Linked DNA regions of Sus scrofa: all the other regions are linked to region 1. A link is a contact called in public Hi-C and HiChIP or PLAC-seq data. All regions are on one chromosome and are shown on one strand. Each heading gives the region's core, a stretch centred on a gene start, on an enhancer-like site or on the middle of the called end of the contact. The rest is flanking DNA. Distances are from core to core; before and after follow the strand shown. Region 1 holds the start of CAPNS1 (calpain small subunit 1). Region 2 holds the start of SDHAF1 (succinate dehydrogenase assembly factor 1, mitochondrial). Region 3 holds the start of NFKBID (NF-kappa-B inhibitor delta).

The links. A called contact is a pair of places that touch in the nucleus more often than the background predicts. HiChIP or PLAC-seq counts read pairs in DNA pulled down with a chosen protein or histone mark.
Region 2: an H3K27ac HiChIP or PLAC-seq map of alveolar macrophages shows a contact between it and region 1. The contact joins the promoter of SDHAF1 here to the promoter of CAPNS1 in region 1. A contact is called at or near these places in 3 of 47 Hi-C or Micro-C datasets (fetal heart ventricle, heart right ventricle and mesenteric adipose tissue) and 2 of 2 datasets of contacts at active chromatin or transcription factors (alveolar macrophages and skeletal muscle).
Region 3: a contact with region 1 is called in a Hi-C map of liver, with 3 times the contacts expected there. The contact joins the promoter of NFKBID here to the promoter of CAPNS1 in region 1. A contact is called at or near these places in 1 of 47 Hi-C or Micro-C datasets (liver) and 1 of 2 datasets of contacts at active chromatin or transcription factors (alveolar macrophages).

Annotation. Positions count from the first base shown.
Region 1 is chr6:45,509,399-45,514,019 of Sscrofa11.1, reverse strand. CAPNS1 (calpain small subunit 1) reads right to left here and starts at 2,610. Exons shown (of 11, transcript NM_214318.2): 1 at 2,562-2,610; 2 at 1,495-1,715; 3 at 554-587; 4 at 161-250; 5 at 1-6. The coding sequence starts at 1,697.
Region 2 is chr6:45,373,213-45,377,748 of Sscrofa11.1, reverse strand. SDHAF1 (succinate dehydrogenase assembly factor 1, mitochondrial) reads right to left here and starts at 3,035. Exons shown (of 1, transcript XM_013998366.2): 1 at 1,403-3,035. The coding sequence starts at 2,406. The coding sequence ends at 2,056.
Region 3 is chr6:45,304,647-45,308,908 of Sscrofa11.1, reverse strand. NFKBID (NF-kappa-B inhibitor delta) reads left to right here and starts at 1,438. Exons shown (of 12, transcript XM_021097180.1): 1 at 1,438-1,994; 2 at 4,062-4,162. HCST (hematopoietic cell signal transducer) reads right to left here and starts at 1,373. Exons shown (of 4, transcript NM_214142.1): 1 at 1,233-1,373; 2 at 828-851; 3 at 244-375; 4 at 1-18. The coding sequence starts at 1,275.

The DNA of each region.
Region 1 (4,621 bases), core at 1,361-3,860:
CATGTCCTGAGGGGAAAAGTTAGGAATGGGTCGGGGTGACTGGAAGGGGTCTGTGCGTGTCATGAGGGAGGATGGGAACTTGAGGATTGTACACGTAAAGGGCAGCCCAAGGGAAGGCACCGGAGGATTCCGACAGGTCTGGGGACCCCAGGTTACTTACATCTCCAGCCAGCTGGGCAAAGAGCCTCCGAAACTGCCGGACCTCCTCACTCTCATTGGCCTCAATGTTGGAATAATGGGTGCGAGGGGGCTGCAGAAGGAGGAGATCTCAGAGCAGGAAGGGAGAGGGGTGTCCTGGCCAGGACAGCCCTAAATGGGAAAGTCAGAGTGGGCTGGGAGGTTGAGTGACCAGAGAATGAGAGGTGGCCAGTGATTAGGGAGCGGATACCACTAAGTTTGGGGACATGACAAGGGGGAGACTTCATGAGATAAATTTCATAAGGAGAGGTGTGGGGCTTTTTTCAGAGGGACAAGGACGGGTGCTGGAAAAGGCCTCCGAATGAGAAGGGGTCTCCGACTGCGAAGGGCGGCTTGAGTGCGAAGGGCGGCTTACCGGGGGCTCGGGGTTGTACTGCGCAGCCGCCTCACTGAAGGGAAACGGGAGAAGTTAGTGTAGAGCCAGGGGGCGGGGCCTCCAACTGGCAGCTCCAGCCCCACGACCCAGCCCACCAAGCCCCACCGCGTAGCCTGCCAGCCTACCTACCAGCTCCCTCCGCCTGCCTCATCAGTCTTTGCCCTCACCTGTCCCTATCCTTGCTGCCCTGGTTGTGCCCCCTACACAGTGGCGGATCTCTCAAAAGACAAAGCCCCTTCGAGGGCATACTTCCTAGAAGCCCGGCCCCAGCTTTCCCAGGGCCCACCTTCCTCAGGTCTCACCTGTCTAGGAACCTACTCCATCTCCACGGCTTCTGAACACTTGCGTCCTCCCAAGATCCCACCCCAGCTCCGTGAGTTCTCACTCCTTCAAGGGATCACATTCAGGGGCCAAAACTAACTAGGCCCCTACCGACCACCCGCCCTACCTCCCTCAGGACATTTTTCTATTTTAATCCAGCCAGTTCCTGGCCAGGCCCTGTCCCTTCAAGTCCTTTTCCCCTATCCCATTAAGCCTGGCCTTCTTCTGGGCACACCCCTGAACGCACCTACGAGGGCTATGCCGCGCCCCTAGGTAAGCTTTGCCCCAGTGAAGTGACACCCGGCTTCAGTAGCTCCGCCCCCTTAACGTTAGTCTCCAGGTTAGCGGAAGGAGGCTGCACCTGGCCATTAAGCCCCACCTGGCCCATCAAATTGTGTCTCCCACCACAGTCAAAACTACTCCCATATCAAGTCCCGCTCCCTGAACTCAATACAGTCGGCCTCCTCAAGGCCGGTCTGCTGGCCCAGACCAGCCCCAGCCTAATTAATGTTCCGGGTCCGGGTCTAAGTTACCCCATTCTATTCTTGCGGGACCAGCCTCCTCCTCCAGGCCCCGCCCCTCTGCAGGCCCCGCCTTACCTGATGGCGCTAATAACCCCGCCCAGGATGCGCATGGCAGTTCCGCCACCACCGCCGCCGCCTCCTCCGCCACCGCCGCCGCCACCGCCGCCTCCGGCCCCGCTGATCAGGCCTCCGAGCACATTCCCTAGGCCCCCGCCCAAGCCCCCGCCTCCCCCGCCGCCGCCGCCGCCACCCTTCAGGAACGAGTTAACCAGGAACATGGCTGTGACTCAAGATTCCTGAGGGGGAGAAAAAAGGAGTCAAGTTGCTGTCCCGTCCCTAAGCCCGCCCCTTCCCCCCCAAATACACGCATTTCTGGCTGCTGGACTGGGGGAAGTAATAAGAAGCCTCTGACTGGGGCTCGAGGGTTCATTCAGGATAGGGCCTGGGCTTCTGGGGGAGGGTGTCTCGGATGGGTGGCATAAAGTCGGATTATCTGGTTTGAAACCTCTTCCCGGTCCAAAGAGTCCATATCTGGCTCGAAGGACCCTGGACTGAGTATACGCATAGGCATCATTAAGCACCAGACACCAGCCAAGTCAAGTGGGGTTCTCGAGATGGGGGCCCCAAGCAGGCGCTCTAATCTGGGATTCAGAGCCCCAAAACTGATGTAGAGGTCTGGGGCGGATCAGGGCGTGGATCAGAAATTCTCTGCCTGGAGGCCCCAGGGCCAGGATTTAGGGAAGCCAGAATGTAAGCTTGCGGGTTTAGGTACAAACAGCAGCGAGATAACAGTGTCATTGCTGGGTCTGTGGGTTCGGGTCTAAGACTGTGGGTGTGAGCCCCGGGGTCCGAGATAACGGAGTCCCCATTAGAACTGAGATCGGATCTAGGATCGCGATTCTGGAGGCCGCACCCAGAGCTGAATTTACCGGCTACCTCTCAAATCCATGCTCCTACTTCAGAACCTGAGAGGGAGGGTGGAAGAGTCTCCGGGGCGGGATAACTGGGGCCAGACAGATCTAGGGGTTTGAACATGGGTCTAGGGGACTCCTGAGACCAAAATTGTAGGATCTCTATGGTTTTGGAGGCCGCCAGGGCCGGGCTTAGGGAGACCAGGGGGGAAGTCCGGACTGGGCGCTCACCGCCTCGTTCACGCGTCCGCGGGTCCGCTTCTCTGTGCAGCTCCTGGGCCTCCGGCTGCGTCCGGCTCCGCAGGGCGGGGCGGGTGACTCAGGCGGCCCGGGCAGGGTTAGGCTATGCAGGGCGGCCCGGACGGATTCCGCGCGGTCCTAGAGCCGGTATTAAAACTGCGCAGGCGCCTGCTGGCCCCGCCCAGTGTAACAGGGTGCGGCTGCTGAGAATTCGCTGTGCGTTTCCTGAGCCGCAGTTCTGACGCCGCCCGGAGTTCATAGACTGGAAATCTTTCTCTACGCCTTTCGGTCCCCAATGCAGGCACTCGGGGACCAGGACTCCGAGGTGACCCGAACAGTCGCCAAGCCTAAATGTTGTAGTGTGAATTGTCGTCCCAAAGCCAAGCCTCCAGATGTTTTTGGTCTGCTCGGATAGGGATTCTTGGGACTCTTGGCACTTGTACCCTATCCTAGCCTTGTCGCGACAGACAGCGTCTGGAGACCCCGGATTTTGTTTTGCTCACAGTCTGAGGACAAGCGCCCTCATCTGTGTGGGGGGACCCTGCAGGCACAGCCCTGATGGCAGCCCAGTTACTCCCAGGAATGGGACTTCTTTGTTCCTCCACCTGCACCCCTTTACCCCCTGGGTCAGGGTCACCAGAATCATTTTACTTGGATGGACCAAAAAAAATCATTTTACCTGGTCTCAGTCTTCCAGTCTCTAAAGAGGGTCCAGACACTGGAAGAGGCTGGGGGCCACAGCCTGGTTTCTGAAGCTTGATGTTCCCAAGGTCAGGTGGTGGGCAGGGTGGGGAATGCAACTGAAAGGAAAAATGGCAACTGAAGCAACCCTTGGAGCCCTTTTGCTTGCTCTCTAGTTGCAACCTTCAACCTGTGAGCGCCCAGTACTCTTTCAAGGCTCCTTCAGGCACACTGGCTGGCTGTCCAGCCCTTAGCCTCTTCCTGGGAAGCTGGTTCAGCTGGAGTTTGAATCCTGACTTTGCCTCTTAATAATTTGGGGTCCCATAACAGTGATTTAAACAATGATTTTCTAATCTGTAAAATGCCAACAAGGGTTTCCATGTCCCCACTTCTAGGCCTCTACGAGAATTTTGTGGTAAATGTTTAGTAAACAGTAGCTGTTGGAGTTCCTCTTGTGGCTCAGTGGGTTAAGAACTCAACTAGCATCCATGAGGATGCGGGTTAGATCCCTGGCCTTGCTCAGTGGGTTAAGGATCTGGTGTTGCTGCAAGCTGTGGCATAGGTCATGGATGTGGCTCAGATCTGGGGTTGCTGTGGCCGTGGCGTAGGCCCGGAAACTTTCATATGCCATGGGCGCAGCCCTAAAAAGACAAAAAAAAAAAAAAAAAAGAAGAAGAAGAAGAAGCTGTTAGCCTCTGTGTCTGTACCTGTGGTGTTCCCTCCTCCTGGAGGCCACCTGGGTCATCTCTTGTTCATCCTTAGATAATACTGATAAAAAAAATAACTGGGGAGTTCTTTTGTATGCATCAGATTGTCATCACAGCGGCCTGGGTCACTGCTGTGGTGTGGGTCCCATCCCTGACTCTGGAATTTCCACATGCTGCCAGCACGGCCAAAAAACAAAAACAAAACAAAGCAAAAAACTAACTGCCAAGCACCCTACTAAGTACCTTACATATATCGGCTCACATGTCCTCGTACCAGTCCTATGGGACGGATGCTATATGTTATCTCCATTTTACAAATAAGTAAACTGACTCTGGGTAAATTCCCTAGCCTGTACTCTTAAGCACTAACCTAATGCATTCTCTCTTCCGTAATACAATGAATATTAACAAGATCGCAACAGACAGGAGTTCCTGTCATGGCTCAGTGTTTAACGGATACTTCATGACTAGTATCCATGAAGACTCTGGTTCGATCCCTGGTCTTGCTCAGTAGGTTAAGGATCTGGCGTTGCCATGAACTGTGGTGTGGGTTGCAGACACGACTCTGATCCAGTGTTGCTGGTGGCTGTGGGTGTAGGCTGGCAGCGACAGCTCCAATTTGACCCCTAGCCTGAGAACCCCATATGCTGTGAGTGTGGCCCT
Region 2 (4,536 bases), core at 1,786-4,285, 140 kb after region 1:
GACAATGCTGGATCCTAAAGCCACTGAGCGAGGCCAGGAATTGAACCTGCATCCTCATGGATACCTAGCTGGGTTTGTAACCCACTAAGCCACAATGGGAACTCCTCAAGGTTACTCTTATATAACCAGAGTACAGTTACCAAAATCGGGAAATTTAATAACTAAATTCAATTATTTTAGTCTTTTTGCTATTTCTTTGGGCTGCTCCCGAGGCACATGGAGGTTCCCAGGCTAGGGGTCGAATCGGAGCTGGAGCCCCTGGCCTACGCCAGAGCCACAGCAACACAGGATCTGAGCTGCGTCTGCAACCTACACCACAGCTCACAGCAACGCCGGATCGTTAACCCACTGGGCAAGACCAGGGACCGAACCCGCAACCTCATGGTTCCTAGTCGGATTCGTTAACCACTGAGCCACGACCGGAACTCCCACTAAATTCAATTATTAACCCACAATCTGTATTCCAAATTATTCTCAGTCCCTTAAGTCCTTTATAGCAATTTTCTCAGATCAGGAGATTAACAGAAGAGGGTCAAGGGGTTGAGATGCACTCACTCTGTGCCTAAGAAGAGTGTTAACACATGGCAACACAGACACACTACCAACCGGGAGCTTTATCAGCAGCATACTCCAAGCCAAGGACATGAGTGAAGCGGCTTATTTTATTTTTGCCTTTTTGCTATTTCTTGGGCTGCTCCTGCGGCATAAGGAGATTCCCAGGCTAGGGGTCGAATCAGAGCTGTAGCTTCCAGCCTATGCCAGAGCCACAGCAACGCGGGATCCGAGCCGCGTCTGCGACCTACACCACAGCTCAAGGCAACGCTGGATCGTTAACCCACTGAGCAAGGAAGGCCAGGGATCGAACCTGCAACCTCCTGGTTCCTAGTCGGATTCGTTAACCACTGAGACATGACGGGAACTCCCACTTTCCATTTATTTAACCGACCTGAGTGCAAATACCGCTGAGGGCTGCAAAATGAAGTACCCCAGAGAATGTGGGGACATGCGAGGAGCTGTGCCTGTGGCTTGTGGTCTATCTCTCCTTCCCCACCCCTGGGCCTTGCTAGCAAAACCCCAGCTTGTAGCTGAGACTGGATTCCTCAGCCAGGTTTAAGGGCCCCACTACTGCCTCAGGGATTACCAGCCTCGTCTCCTCTGCTCCATCATCTCCTCTCCCACCTCACTGCTTTCCATGAAGAAGTCAAGTGGGGCTTCTCTGTGGTCAAACCAGGGTGGGTCTGCTCCATGGATCTGCCCAGGGGTGAGAACTATGCTACTCCAACCAATCTACCACTCCAGAGAGCTTAGAGAAGAAACAGCTCCCCACACACATCCTCTCCCCATAGGTCAGGGCTTGGTGTGTGTAGGGGGGACCTCTTCAAAAACCCAAACACATCAAATCTTTAAGATCATCAACAGGGAAGTAAGCACATCCCCCATTTTATTCCCTTTGTCCAGTGGCCCTGAGCAAGGAAAGGAGCAAGAGTTGGGGGTCCCCTCAGAACCATGACGTAGAGGTCTCGACGGGGGTCTTTAGTTGATTAACTGGGGTGAAAGACCCCTAGCCCCTTCCTCACTGGTCCCAGTCTGTAACAACGGGGGAAAGATTTTTCTTAAGGAGGATTCCAGGCTTTTCACCGTCCACCAGGACATCTTCCCAAACTCCTCAGCAAAAAGTCTGCTCTTCTAAGAGTTAAATCCAGGAGAGTCTCCTTGAGGAACCAGGAGTGATACGTTCTCAGGCGTCAAGAGAAGGCGTCTCGGTCTTTTTCCGTCCAACAGCGGGGAGTCCCGGCTCCCCAGGCCTTGGGATAAATAGCTCTCAGCCTGACAGTCCAGTCAGCGGGCGACCCAGGCCGCCCCGAGCCGTGAGCAGGCAAGGTCAGGCATCTCTCGCCATCTGACCCGTTGCCAGGAGGGCTCTGCAACTCCCCCAATTTGTCGATCCAGTCTCTCAAGCCCTTTCACTTTCCATCAAGCGTGTTTCCTGGGCCTCCCAGGCAGTCAGGCGGGCCCCCCAGTTCCCCTGAGCCATCGAGCGAGCCCTTTAGCCGGTCACCGTTCACTGGACGGGGTACCCGGTGCCCCCATGCTGTCCAGCGGTCTCTTCGGACCTTCACCAGGCGGGGTCCCTGGGGCCTCGGCGCCGCAGGACTCCTCGGTCGGGTCACGCGTACGCACGAAGGCGCCCATGGCCGTGGCGTGGCCTGAGCGCAGCAGCTGGAGCTGCCGCCGCCCGCGGCGGTAAAGGTACTCGATACGCAGTACGTCAGAGCGTGGCAGGCAGGCGTGCTGCCGGAACTCGGCCCGCACGCGCGCCTCGGCCCCTGGCTTCCCACGCCCGGCGCGCAGCAGTTCGCGGTACAGGCTCAGAACTTGCCTCTGGAGCCGGCTATGTCGGCTCATGGTAGCAGCTGGGTCCAGGGCGCACGCCGCGAAACCCCACCAAGCGGCGCCTCAGCGCACTCGGGAGACGCGGCAGAGCTCGGCAAAGAGCACTTCCGGCGCCCGCCTCCTGCTTTACGGCGCCGTCGCGCCCCATTGGCTGTCGCAGCTGTTAGGTCACAATGCTGTGAGTAAGGGGCGGAGCTGCTGACCCCAAGGGAGAATCATGTCCTTGAAGGGACGGTAGTTCTGAGGGCCCGGAGCAGGAGCGCAGTAGGCGCTCAGACTCTTAGGTTTGGGGTCAGAAGGGAGCAGGGGATCCTGACTTACTCTTGGGTCCTGCGAGAGGAGAGATCTGGAGGTCGGGACTCGTGTGTCCCCCCAGGGCGCGAAGGGGCACTGGGAGAGAGAAGACAGGCACAGGCATGGTTTAGTCCTCATTTATTAAAGCAATCTCGGGAAGTTCCGGGCGTTCCCACCCCCAAAGCGGGTGTACGTCGAGGACCCCAACCCTAGGAACGCGAGAGGCTCGGGGTCACGCGATGAAGTGTTGGGTCACAGCTGGCGGGACAAGCCTCCCGGTGCTGTGGGAAGACGAGCATAGGGAGATGATATAGGTTGCAAGCCTCCAAAGGTGGGGCTGGGAGTTGGGCTGCTAGCGCCCTCTGCCGATGCGAGTCGGTTCCCGGGGTAGGAGAGGGAGGGACCTCCCCAGCTATTATAGCCCGGAGTCCAGCCTGCCTGAAACCCGTCGAATAGGCTGCCCGAAATTCCGTTGTACGCCCCACAGGCTACTTGGAGGCGTCCTGGTAGCTCTGGGAGGCCTGCAAGGCCACGGCCCCCTAGGGCCCTACCAGCACCCTGAGCGTGGAGGACTACTGGACAATAACCAGAGCCCTATGCCCAGCGTGCGACCACCTCCTGCACACCAGCTACTCGAACTGCACAGCACGAGGCGTGGGTTCCGCCAGAAGGGAGGCGGGTCGGGGGCGGGAATGAGGGCCGGAGTCCAGGAGTAGCACAAGGGAAGATCTGAAACCCACTGTGAATCCCTCTGGTGTCACTATCAGAAATACATACCCAGGTCTTTGCTAAAGGAATAAGGCTGGGATTTGCTTTTAAAATCCTCCAGCACAAACAAAAAGAGTGGGAGGAGACGATGAAAGCAAGCATGGCAAAATATTTGTAACTGTAATGGCGTTTCATAACACTAGTCTCTCCTTTTGTGATGCTTGGAATTTTCCATAATAAACACTTTCTTAGGAGAGCTTTAGAGAAAAAAAAAAAAAAAGCCTCTGGAACCTATCACATCTCTCTCACCTGTGTCTTCATAATCTAATATCTGTTTACCGAGCACATATTCAAGGCCAGGCACTGTTCCAAGCGCTTTAATATTTCATTTATAAGATTATGTATGACAGTATTGTTAATAAAATATGCAATATGATGCAATTGATATTTTAATATGCTGTCACCTAATTTGTTTTATGTAATATGTTTATTTGAAAACAGTGAATATTTAAAATAGTTTATTAAACATTTCAATTTTTTTTTTTTTTTTTTGTCTTTTTAGGACTGCACCCGTGGCATATGGAGGTTCCCAGGCTAGGGGTCAAATCGGAGCTGTAGCCACCGGTCTACGCCACAGCAACACCAGATCCGAGCCACATCTGTGACCTATACCACAGCTCACAGCTACACCCAATACGTAACCCACTGAGTGAGGCCAGGGATCAAACCCACAACCTCATGCTTCCTACGCAGATTAGTTTCTGCTGCGCCACCATGAGAACTCTGAGGTGATGCTGTTTCTCATCACAGGATTTCAGGTTTGTTTTCCCCTTCCTTATGACTACTGTCCATTTTGCTTGCTCAGATCCCAATTCTCCTGCTGCTCTCCTGCTTCCAAGTTCCTTGAGGAGCCACGCTTCCTCCACCCTGGCATCTCTCCCTGCTGGATTTGTGCTTCAGGGAGGTAGGGGAGACTCTGTGCCCTCCCACCCAGGGCTAGAGACCTCTCTTACAGGGATGTAACATCCGTTGTGGCAGCAGCCACAGTGGTCCTGGGACACACAGGGTCACCCTCCCAGCCCTCATGGCATCAGGTGGAAAAGAGGGCAAGGCTGAGAGGCAGGACACAGCCCCCATGAT
Region 3 (4,262 bases), core at 189-2,688, 200 kb after region 1:
TGTAGATTTTGCCGTCTTCTGGGGGTGGGGGAGAGAGAGCACGAGGCCTGACCACCCACCTCCCACCCACATCTCCACTTCCTTGGGGACCCCCTGTCTCAGGGGTTTCCTCAGGAGTTCCCCCAAGCACCGCCCCCAGGGTTTCCCCAGAACCTCCAGGGCTTGCCCTGGGGCCCCCGCCCTGGGGACCCCCCTCCCTAGGGACACCAACCCTCTTCAGGCCCAGCCCGTCCCTGCCCTCACCTTGGGTGGGCCTGCTGCGTGGGCGTCCGCACACAAATACCCCCACCACGATTAACAGTGACACAACTGCATCAGCGGCCACGAGGCCTGCTAGGAGTGGCAGGGAGAGGGGCCCACATCCGGAACAGGAACCTGAAGGGTTGGGGCCGAGATGAGAAGGTGGCTGGCGGGGAGGGTGTGGTTCCAGACACTCGTGGCTGGGCTTGGGGCAAAGTAAGTCCCTTTGGAGTTGGGTGGCCCAGATTCCCTGGGGAATGAGGGGAGATCCAGAGACAGGCTGATGTGTCCCAAGGCCCCAGGGGCTGTGCTCTGGGCATGGTGGATACCCCTGAAGATAGGCCTCGGGGGGTGGGGTGGCTGGGTCCCTGGGTCTTCTGTTTGGTGATGAGAATGGTGAGATGGAGTTCCAGAGAGGGCTGTGGGTCCTTTGGAGCCTCCGATTTGGGGATGGGAGGTCAGATGGTGACCTGGAGAGCCGCTGGGGGTGTTCCAGGAATGTCAGGCCACACTTTGGGGCAGCGGGGGGAGGGAAGCAGTACCTGAAGTCGCTGCTCCACAAAGGGAAAGGGGTGTTGATTTCTCACCTGAGGTCACCTGCGCTGCAGCCACTGTGGAAGGATAGGGAAGATAGATCAGCAGGGAGAGGAGGTTCCCAAAGGAAAAGGTGATGTCTTCAGAAGTAATGTCCACTCTGGAGAGATGCAATGCGAAAGAGGGGCCAAACGGGAGGGGAGCCCCCCGAGACACAGAGAGACAGAAACCCAGAAGTAGAGACGGAAACTCAGCAGTGAGAAGAAGAAGAACAGGTGGCCATTCCAAACCCAGCTTCCCTCCCCAAAGCACCAGGCCCAGAAGCCTACATGGGAGGGGGGTGCTGGGAGAAGGACCTGCCCTTAGCACCCCTCACTTCAGATGCCACCCAAGCTGTCCCTTTTACAAAACTTGCCTAACACACAGCCCGGCCCCCCCGCCCCGACCACTGGCTTCACCTGGGAGCAAAAGCAGGAACAGGATGCCGCCTGGAGGGGCCATGGTGGGCTGGGGGCGGGAAGGGTTCTGGTCCACAGAAGTCCTGAGGAACAGTGGGGGGAGTAGAGAGGCAGCAATAGCGGATGTCACTCTGCTGGTGGCAAGGCAATCTGCTTCCTGTGTAAGTGGGAGGAAGAGAGGTGGTAGATCCCTGTGACTGTCTAACAGGACAACTGGGGTTGGGGGGCGGTCAGAGAGACTAGGAGGCTACTATGATTGTCCAGGTGGGAGGTGACAGGGAAACCAGGTTGTGGGCACCGAGGAGATTCTGGAAAGATTTCGGAGGTAGAGCCAACAAAACTTCCTGATGGAGTAGATATGAGTGCATATGAGAGAGACAGAGGGGTCCAGGATGACCAAACTTCTGGCTTGGGCAACTGAAAAGGCAGAGCATCCTTTGGCGGGATGGAGAAGGAGGAGGAGCAGGTTTAGGGGAAACAGGCTGGGGTGTGGGCACACTGAGTTGGAAATGCCTGATAGGTCCCCCTGTGGAGAAGCTGAACCACCAGAGCTGCCTGCCTCTGAGTTCATGGGCTAAGTCTGGTCTGGAGATGTAAATTTAGGGGTCGGTGCCTTAGGGATGGTACTGAGAGCCATGCGGCAGGATGAGATCATCGAGGAAGTGAGTCCAGATAGAGGAGCAACACCCAACACACCACCTCCCCCCAACACCAAGAATGAGTGAAGAGGAAGAAACAGCCAGAACAGGAGCAGCGAGTGAGGTAAGAGAACCAGGAGAACACGGAGTCTTGAAAGCAGGGGACAAATGTGATTTACTTGGTCACCGAGATGGGAACTGAGAATGAGCCTCCCACTGGAATGTCAGGCTGCTTGAGGGCTGGGAATTCCCGCCTGCTTAGCTCACACCTATACCACCGCACCCAGCAAAGCACCCCACTTGCAGTAAAAAATTATTTTCAAAGATGAATGAATAAATGAGAGCTGATCTCTGAAAAAATGAAGAGGGAGAAACTGGAGTCCACCTACATCACTTTCTTCCAGACCTTTCCTCCCCTCGGATGAGGGAGTTCAGAACCTCCAGCTCCCTGCTCCCTCAGGGCTCAGTAATACGGGCACCACCCCCTCCACCCTGTGCCTCCAGCCCAGGGCCCGGGAGTCTTCTCCCTCCGACCAAAGATGGGGCTCCCAAATCTCTTTCCGGGGAGACTTCGGAGTCAGGCCCTCAAAGCCCCGCCCATTCAGAGACCAGGTTTGCGCTAGCGCCGCGCGGGGACTCCCCAGGCTTGTAGGCGGGGCCCTGCCCAGGACTGGGCGGTGCCAGAACTTCAGTTTAAAAACTCGCGGGGGACCCGACGCAAGATCGGGGACCCAGCGGCGGCTCCGCGGGGAAACAGCGAGGCTGGCGCAGCGCCGAGGCCGGGGCCCTGGGGGCCCGCAATCCGCGCCACGGAATCCCCGAGGTAATGGAAAGTGTGGGGGGTGGGGGGAAGCACGCTCGGTCCCTAACAGAGGGGCCGGGGCCGGGGGGCACTTTTGAGGCTCCGAGAGACAGAGCTGGAGCATCAAGAGTAAAGGGTCAAGCATCAAGCTGAGAGCGAGGGTAACCCGCGTTTGGAGGGGGCAGAGGGCCCAGACTCCTGGGTTGTGATGACGGAGCGGCTGGGATTTCGGACCCTTGAGTCCCGAGGGGTAAAGGACTGGGATTTGGAATCCTAGGTCCCGGGGGGAAAGCGCAGGGAGCCGGGACCCCTGGGTCCTGGGAAGAGGGGGTGAGGGTCTGAACTCCATGCTCCAGAAAGAGAGGTTGGATTGAGTCGTTGGGGGCGTGGTTGTTTAAAATCCGCCAAGGTCTGGGTGTGGAAGGCCCAGCGCCAGGCCACAGGGATTCACAATGGCCATGACCCTGCCCCCGGCCCGGGATTTCCCGGGTCGCCACCCGGCCCGAGGCCCCGGGCTTAACAGGAATTCCCCATGTGCGGGGATTCCACGAGTGCCACGCTTGGCCACGCATCGCTTCTCGGAGCCCGACACCTGCGGCATTGAGCCGGGAGGAAGAGGGAGGTGGAAGATTCCCTTGCGTGAGCGCCGTGACGTCAGCGCGTTGCGCCCGGGCTGTTTCCGAGTCCGCCCTTCCCCCCTTAACCCTTCCTCCGCCGGAACTGGCTCGGAAGGGTGAAGGCTGAGGGCTCCGCCTTTCTGAGTTGCGCAAACTAGGCGACTAGAAGCGAGGACCGGGTCTTAGTCGGGGAGTGGGCTGAGGGCCCGTACTTCTGGCGGGGGAGTGGGTGCAAGTCTCCCAGACTCCTGCGGGGTGGGGCCTGGACTCCTGAGTCTGAAGTGGGGGGCCGAGATCGGAACCTTTGGATCCCTGATAAGCGAGGGGGTTATTGACTTCGTGGCTCCTCGGGGAAAGGGGCTGGGGACTCGGATGCCTGGTTTCCCGAAGAAGGAGTATCAGGGCAGAGAACCTGCATGTGTGTCTCCGGAGAGTGATGCCCAGCGACGCCCCGAATCCTTCAGCCCTGGGAGATCAAGGGGTGGGATTTTTCACGGAAGTGGCGGAGCAGGGGGTTGCAGAGGGCGCCCTCCACCCCCTTCCTCAGTTTCCACGACGCTGGTGGAAAGTTGGGTCAGAGGGGAAAGTGCGGAGCAAAAGGAAGGAAATGGCGGAGGCGGCGCCACACCCGAAATCTTAGATTGGCTTGGGAGCTCTCTGGCGACATCAGTGTGCCAGTTTTTCCGCGCAGGAGGGCGAGGAGAGCGCCCTCCCCCGCGCGCTTAGATGATTTAAGGACCTCTGGTAACTTCCTTCCCACCTCACCCCACAGTGAGTCGGAATGAGCGTAGCCACTGCCCATCGCAGACGGTGAAGAAGCTTCTGGAGGAACAGAGGCGCCGCCAGCAGCAGCCTGACGCCGGTGGGCTACCGGTGAGGCCGGTGAAACCCCGCCAACTACAACTCCCATGAGGCCGTGTCCTGTCGGGCAAAGACTTGCTGCCCTGCTGGGCCCTCAGGGCTCATGGGACTT